Linked DNA regions of Rattus norvegicus: region 1 is linked to region 2. Evidence: chromatin contacts called from public Hi-C data. All regions are on one chromosome and are shown on one strand. Each heading gives the region's core, a stretch centred on a gene start, on an enhancer-like site or on the middle of the called end of the contact. The rest is flanking DNA. Distances are from core to core; before and after follow the strand shown.

What was found. A called contact is a pair of places that touch in the nucleus more often than the background predicts.
Region 1: a Hi-C map of the A7r5 cell line shows a contact between it and region 2, with 3 times the contacts expected there. The contact joins two enhancer-like sites. A contact is called at or near these places in 6 of 12 Hi-C or Micro-C datasets (the A7r5 cell line, the Rat2 cell line, Schwann cells and 3 more).

Annotation. Positions count from the first base shown.
Region 1 is chr20:13,030,055-13,034,137 of GRCr8, forward strand. No RefSeq gene overlaps it. Among named protein-coding and RNA genes, the nearest start is that of Susd2, 15 kb to the left of the region's middle. Within about 2 kb of position 2,762, at least 30 of the 93 cell types and tissues checked have an H3K27ac peak or open chromatin away from gene starts, as enhancers often do. A contact at or near this core is called in the A7r5 cell line and Schwann cells, where this site is marked.
Region 2 is chr20:12,955,612-12,959,453 of GRCr8, forward strand. The region is part of intron 26 of Cabin1 (calcineurin binding protein 1); the gene reads left to right. Among named protein-coding and RNA genes, the nearest start is that of Susd2, 59 kb to the right of the region's middle. Within about 2 kb of position 1,455, at least 60 of the 93 cell types and tissues checked have an H3K27ac peak or open chromatin away from gene starts, as enhancers often do. A contact at or near this core is called in the A7r5 cell line and Schwann cells, where this site is marked.

The sequences.
Region 1 (4,083 bases), core at 1,512-4,011, 76 kb after region 2:
CACAAGGCCCTGGGTTCGGTCCCCAGCTCCGAAAAAAAAAGAAAAAAAAAAAAAAAAACGAACTGTTTTCCTGTTATTGTCTCCTAACCAACACACATGGCTTCTACAGAGTTGGCTGATGGGCAGAGTGACTTCAGCTGATTCAGACTTTGCTAAGAGAGATTTATATGGTGCTTTCCTGAGGCCAAGACCCATGGGAGGACATGTGATGATTGACACGTGACATTTGACACGTGATGACTGACACGTGTCATTTGACACGTGATGTTTGGAAGGCTATAAATAGGACTCAACAGACAGCAACAGCGTCTTGCTTAGCCAGCTTTTCTATACTTGGTGGTCTCTGTCTTCGCTGATCTTCACGTCGTTGCGAGAGGCAGGCATGGCGGGGGAACTTCTCCCGCTGTCCCTGCTGGTCCTGGTTGCTCCTGCCGATTTGTGCTGACTCTGCTGAGACCCGGGTTCTTTCTGCTGGGTCACGCCAAGGTCGCTGACTCATGTTTGCTACCCTGATCCTGGACCGAGCCGGACTGCTGGTACACAGTCTGACAACACAGATTGGATTTGCTCCAAAAAACTGTTTTTAAACAAGTTCACTCTCCATAGCTTAATAACCTTTCTTTTTTTTTTTTTTTTTTCTTTTTTTTCGGAGCTGGGGACCGAACCCAGGGCCTTGCGCTTGCTAGGCAAGCGCTCTACCACTGAGCTAAATCCCCAGCCCCTTAATAACCTTTCTTTTCCACTACTTCTGGATAGTGGGCTAAAAGGGAGGTTAAAGCACTTAAGAACTATTATTATTATTATTATTATTATTATTATTATTATTATTATTATTATATTTAGAGTACACTGTAGCTGTTTTCAGGCACACCAGAAGAGGGCATCGGATCCCATTACAGATGGTTGTGAGCCACCATGTGGTTGCTGGGAATTGAACTCAGGACCTCTGGAAGAGCAGTCAGTGCTCTCAACCGCTGAGCTATCTCTCCAGCCCTTAAGAACCCTTATTAAAATTAAGATTTGGGGGTTGGGGATTTAGCTCAGTGGTAGAGCGCTTGCCTAGGAAGCGCAAGGCCCTGGGTTCGGTCCCCAGCTCCGAAAAGAAGAACCAAAAAAAAAAAAAAAAAAAAAAAAGTAAGATTTGAAGAATCAAAGATTGCAATTATATAATTAGTTAATTAGATTCCATCTAATCCTTTGTGCTGTTTTTTTGTTTGTTTGTTTGTTTGCTTCTGCACCCGGCCTTGAGAAAGCACGGGCTTCCCCTAGCATTTTAACTATGCTCGCCACTACAGCCCAAAGCATCACGACCTGAAACCTTCCAAGTACATCTTTTAGAAGGGCTCCCATGTAGCTACTGCTGGCCCTCAACTATGTAGCTGAAGATGACCTTGAAATGAGCCAGTTGGTGCTACTCCCAAGGCTGGGGAAACAGGCTTGCACACCGCTTCCTCCCTCCCTCCCTCCCTCCCTCCCTCCCTCCCTCCTTCCCTCCCTCCCTCTCTCCTCCCTTCTTCCCCCCCCCCTCCTCCCTTCCTCTTTCTGTTTCCTCTTCCAGGGACTTTGCTCTGAATCCCAGGCTGGCATTTAATTCCTGACTTTTCTCCCAGCTCATGCCGTTAAGGCAGTCTGATTTACGAAATTTTTCTTCTCATAAACTTGGCATTTCCGCAGCCCCTTTCTGAAACATTTCACTATTTGAAAGTCACGGGATGGCTTAAAATTTCGTAATTAGATTTGCGAGCCATCTGGAATAGATTGTTCAGGTGGGGGTGGGGGGGATCCAACGGCAACGGTGCCTGTCCAAATGACTCCAAATGACTCCATAGCACTATTGAAGGACCTCCTTCTCCCCTGCACGGTGGGTCCCCTCTGTCAGAGGTCTGGCGTCCATCCCTGTTTGCTTTGTTGGTCAGTCTGTTTCTTTCGTACCAACACTACACTGGCTTGATGGATGTGCAGTCCTCACGCATGGTATTCAGATAACACTGTCCCGTCCCTTTTGGTTTTCCTTGCTTTTTCCCAGTACTGGGACATGGGATTCAGGAACTCTCGTTCTACCACTAAACATACCCCAGCTCCATATTTCTCCCTTTTGATCTATAGGCCTCCGTGTGTGTGTGTGTGTGTGTGTGTGTGTGTGTGTGTGTGTGTGTGTGTGCGCGCGCGCGCGCAAGGCAGGCAGGCAGACAGACAGACAGACAGAGCAGGGCTTCCCTTACCCTACTACTGAAAGGAAGAGATAAAAATGACTTTTATCTTTGTCCTGATATCAAAAGGGACAACTTTTTTTGGTCTTGTCTCCAAGTATGGTGCCTACTATAGATTTTTTTATAAAGATTTATTTATGTAATGTATATGAGTATGCTGTTTTCATGCACACCAGAAGGAGGAATGGGATCTAATTACAGATGGCTGTGAGCCCCCGTATGGGATTCGAACTCAGGACCTCTGGAAGATCAGCCAGTGCTCTTCACTGAGCCACCTTTCCAGCCCCACTACAGATCTTTTTTTTTTTTTTTTTTACAAGCACTGATGCATTAACTTTTATTACAAGATGTTTACTAGACATTGATGTGTCAACTTCTCTGTACTGCGGGTTTTTTAAAAGCCACATTCTATGAAACTGACGGAGTTTCCTCTTTCCAGATTTTTATCGTGAGTGAATGCTGCCAAGTTTTATCAAGAGCTTTTCCACACTGAGGCCGCGGGTCTGTTTTTGTGCTGACTCACAACTGCTTGTAAAAACTTTCTGTGCTCTTGGCGATGGGGGCTTGTGGGTGTCTCTGCTCTGAGTCCTTGGGTTTAGCTGAGACCCACTCCTCGGCTGCCTTAGACCCGCTCCTCAGCTGCCTTAGACCCACTCCTCAGCTGCCTTCTAAGAGTTTTGTCAGGTTTTCTTCTCAAAGTTTGTGCTAGCCTGACCATAGGGGTGGAGGAAACGTTTCCTCTAGTTTCCACAAGAGCCTGTGAGAGGCGGCTGCTGCAGAATCCCCACTCTTTGTTTACAAGAGGTCACCTAGGAAGCCTTTTCCCCCTGAATTGTTTACTTTATCCTTCCCGGATCTCAGCATCGGTTTGGTGGGTGGTGTTATTAATGGGTTCGGTTGAGTAACTTTGAGAGTTTTTTCAACAGGCCATTTGAAGGACTCTTACTGTGGACAAGTGAGTCACATCCCTGGGAATATTTTTAACACGCTAGCGAGTTAAGTCCCTGTGAGGATTTCTAGTGGACCTTACCCTTTAGTTATAAATATTTAAATATTAAAGAAATCGCTCCCACATCATGTTATGTATTGAATTTTTTTTTTTTTTTTTAGTTTTCCACTGGTCATGTAAGATTTTTTTCCCATAGTATCTTTTAAAATTAAACAATTTTTTTTAACTTTTATTTTTTTCAGACACAGTCTCTGGGTGTAGCCCTGGATGCTCTGGAACTCCCTCCATAAACCAGACTGGCTTTGAACTCAAAGACATCCCCCTGCCTCTTCCTCATGAGTGCTTAAAGGGATCAAAGGTGTGTGCCACCTACATTAAAAATTTTAACTTTGAGTTTATCAGTTTTCTTACTAAATGCACAGTTATACTTAAGATTTTTTTTTTAAAGTTTACAAGGCTGGAAGGATGGCTCAGCGGTTAAGAGCACTGACTGCTCTTCAGAGGTCCTGAGTTCAAATCCCAGCAACCACATGGTGGCTCACAACCATCTGTAATGGGATCTGATGCCCTCTTCTGGTGTGCATGAAGATAGCAACAATGTAATCGCATATATAAAGAAGTTTTAAGGGGCTGGGGATTTAGCTCAGTGGTAGAGCGCTTACCTAGGAAGCGCAAGGCCCTGGGTTTGGTCCCCAGCTCCGAAAAAAAGAGCCAAAAAAAAAAAAAAAAGAAGTTTTAAAAAATGTTAGTTGTTTTTTTGAGACAAGATCCTACTATGTAGCACTGACTGGCCTCCAACACAGAGAGCTCTCTGCCTGCCCCAGGGCTGAGTGCTGGGATTAGAGGTGTGTAACGATGGTTGGCAATAATTTCATTTTTCCATTTATTTTATTCTTTGTGTGTGTGTGTGTGTTTACTTCTTAA
Region 2 (3,842 bases), core at 205-2,704:
AAGTAACGTTCTCTTTCCTCAAGGAAGAGAAAGAGAGGAGGGAGGGGCAGCAAGACGGATGGCTCATCAGGAAAAGACACATACACCACACCCGAGGGACCTTCGTGACAGAACTAGTTATCTCTCGGACTTCCATGTACACACTGTGGTGTGTGTGTGTGTGTGTGTGTGTGTGTGTGTGTGTGTGTGTGTGCATGCATGCATGCATGAGTTCATATATACACAATGAAAAGAAAGACATGGGGGCTGGGGATTTAGCTCAGTGGTAGAGCGCTTACCTAGGAAGCGCAAGGCCCTGGGTTCGGTCCCCAGCTCCGAAAAAAAAAAAAAAAAAAAAAAAAAAAAAAGAAAAGAAAGACATGTAGCTTAAAGTGTCTAGTCTTGGGCTGGAGAAGATGCCTTTCTTCCAGAGGACTTAGTTCAGTGCTCAGCACCCATGTCCCGTGACTCACAAGCTCCTGTAACTCCAGCCTCAGGATTCAACCCCTCTGGCCTCTGAGGGCACCTATACCCAGGTGCACAGGCACAGCTACACATAATTAAAAACAGCAACACTCTTCCATTCTGTTAGTCTTGAAAGAAGCAGGACGGGAGAAGATGCTTACCCTCTCTCTAGCCAAGCACGACTCAAGCTCATGATCCTCCTGCCTCTCCTAGTGGGTGTGGGAGTTAGAGGTGTACACCTGGCTTATGTGCTGCTGAGAATTGAGCCTAGGGCTTTATGCATGCCAGCAAAGTCCTGCTGACTGACCTACAACCCGGCCCTTGTCGTCTTCTGTTTCTAATGCCTGTGAGACCCTCCAATCACAGAGTAGGCAGCAGCCTTGCCAGAGCGCCCTGCTGCCCCCAGCTGCCCCAGCCTCCCAGTCTTTGTTGTGTACAACCTCTAACCTCCTCCTAGCACTGTGACCTTTAGGTGTCGCCACAGGACTGTGGTCCTCCCTGAGGAGAGAACTGGAGCTACCACAGCATCCTCAGGACCAGTGGCAGCCTCTGCTCTGCCAGCTTCATAGAGCTTCTCATGCAAGTGAGAGGTTGGGGAGGAGCCCTCGAGTGCATCCACAGGCCTGTCCAGCCTCGGTCCCTCCCCTATGGCTGCTGTTGGCTGTCTTGTTATTGTAAGAGGCTGAAGAGAATGTTCTCTCTGCTGGGTGTTGCTTTTCAGTGGAGCACAACCCTCCATTCTATCATCTCTTCTTGCCCACAGCATTCCCGTTATAGTCTGGCTATCTTCCCTGTGTTGCTGGTGGAACCAAGGTCCCCTCATGTTGAAGCATTGCGAGGGTATTAACTCATTAGGAGTAAATACCCATTTGTTCAAGTCAATCCTCTGTTTTTATAATGATCACAGCTGGGATTCCACCAAACTGGTAATTCTTTTAGGCCCAGAGCCTAGCAGCTTGAGAGCCAGTGAGCGAGTGGGGCAGCCTGCCAGTGGGTGAGGTCATCCTGGTAAGGCTGGCTTCCTGAAGCTCAGTGTTGGAAATGCTCCCCGGGTTGCAGTCACCTCAGCATGTTTCCTGTTGCCTGAGATGAGCTGGCCCTGGCCTGGATCTCGTGGGGATGGTAACAGCAAGGGCATGGCCTGCATCTTCTAGGGGCTTTCAGGCCTCCCTGGTGTTGCCCAAGCTAATCACGTTCCTGTCTGGGCCGGAGTGAATGCTGTAGGATGGGATAGGCCATTAGCTATGTGCAGTCATTAGCTTGTGATATGTGATAGAGCCTGTGGAGATCCCAGGCTCAGGAATAAGGACACTAAAACGTGTTAAAAACGTGAAATGGGAGCCTAAAGCAGTAGACCTATCAGCCATGTTTGTCTAGCATGGCAGTGGCAGCCGTGAGATTGGAATGTGGGCCTGAGACCTGTAAGTTCAAAGTTCTTCAACAAGGGCTAACAGGATAAAGCCCTTTACCGGAGTGCCGTCTGGAGCCCTGTCAAGACGGAAAGAGATAGCCGAGCACAGAGCTGTCCTCTGGCTTCCTGTATATGCGTGGAACTCCTTTCTTTATAATTACTAGAAGTGCCGTGGTCACCATCTGTCAGTATTCTCTTTCTACAGAGACAGCAATGGGCTTGCAGAGGGAGCAGTGATTCCGTTATGGTGGAGACTCAGGTTTGGAGTTTCTTCTGAGTATAGGCCTGGCCTTCACCCCTCATTCAGGACTTGGGAAGTCTTACAGCCTGACCCTGAGAGTAAGGGAAGAGCCCTTTGTCAAGTAAGACAGTTCCAGCTTGGATCTGATCTGTGACCCAAATCCTCTGATCTTATTACATCTGGCTAGCCACGCTTAGGACTTACTGGGCTGTGGGCTTGACAGCCGTCTGCCCTGTGCTGCATGTTGACACCTCTGTCTCGTCAGAGCAGCAGAACAGCTGCTGGAAGTCAGAGCTGATTCTCAATGTCCTATGCATGCCTCTCGGCTCGGGGTGGGTGTTCGTGCACTGGTTAAGAATGGACATCTGTACCCACTGCGGTGTAACTCAGCAAACTCCATTCAGAATCAAATTTCTGATGGCTAATGTGAGGCATGATTGGTAAATCACACCTAGTCTTCTGTATGGGTTCTGTATGGATAATTGGGTTGACATTTTTATGTGCACCAGGTACTGCACCGACACCGTGTGTTTAATGGCCTATGCAGTCATAATGACAGTTTGGGGAAGGAAACACTGTTCCTTAGTTTTACACACAGGGGAACCAAAGTGCAAATAAATGTGGCGCAGTCTTTAGACTTTCCAGGCTTGGGAGCGGAGGAGCAGGACTCCAGCACTGACGGTCTGCCTGCCTGCCAGACTCTGGGCTTTCCACTTTGTGGAAATAATTCCACCTTGTTTTTCATTTGCCCACTAAGCAGCTCATACAAGCCCCTGATTACCTGCTGATCTGGTCACCAGTGTTTGATTCCTAAGGTTCTGAAGGAAGACTGGGAGGGCCACAGTAGGCTGTGTCTGCCCTGGTCAGTGACGCAGGGAGAGTTTGAACTTGGCTCTCTAGATCCCTGTTTCACCCTCAGATGCCCACACTACATTCTCACTTGCTCACTGATCGCGTCCGGGCTAGCAATGACATCATTAATCATCACCAACCTTATGAAGACACTGCACTTCTTCACGGCACTGGGGGCCTCCCGGTGTCCTTGGTGTCTGTTCATTTTACCTTTGCGTGTTTTACAAGGCTACGTGCTCTGCTGTCCCTTCAGGTTTTTGACATCAAGTCTCTAAGTCATCGGTGCTGGCCTTACACTAGCATGAGTGCTAGCAACAGCACGCCTGTAGACGGCCTTGTTTGTTCATCATCACGTTCGACATTTCTAGAGACATTTCTATTATACGGGTCCAGCTTTCTCTCTGGGTTCGTATTTGTTCTATTTTAACATCTCCTGACTCATATATTGATAATAAATTTACTCGGATTCTCTGTATCTCAGAAAGGTCTTTGTTTACTTCCTACCTTGTAGGAAATTATCGTTACTGATTCAAAAGTCTGGATTTTTCCCCCTGCCCTGACACAAAGATATTATCTGGTACATGCGTACATGCTTTCTGGTCAGAAGTCTGTTGTTGCTTTACTTTCTTAACCTTTTAAAAGATTTGTTTATTTAATGTGTGTGAGTGTTCTGCCTGGCCTTCGGTGTTGGGCCCGTGGCCCTAGAGTTGTAGATTGTTGTGAGACACCATGCAAGTGTTGGTGATCGGGTCCAGAGGCTCTGCTAGAGCAGCAAGTGCCCTTAACCTCTGCTCGTCCCTCCAGCCCCGTGGGTCTTCCTTTTTCTGAATCCCCGGCTACAGTCTGTTCATGTGTGATCCCTCTGTCGTGTGTAAACAATCCTTCCTCTGTGCT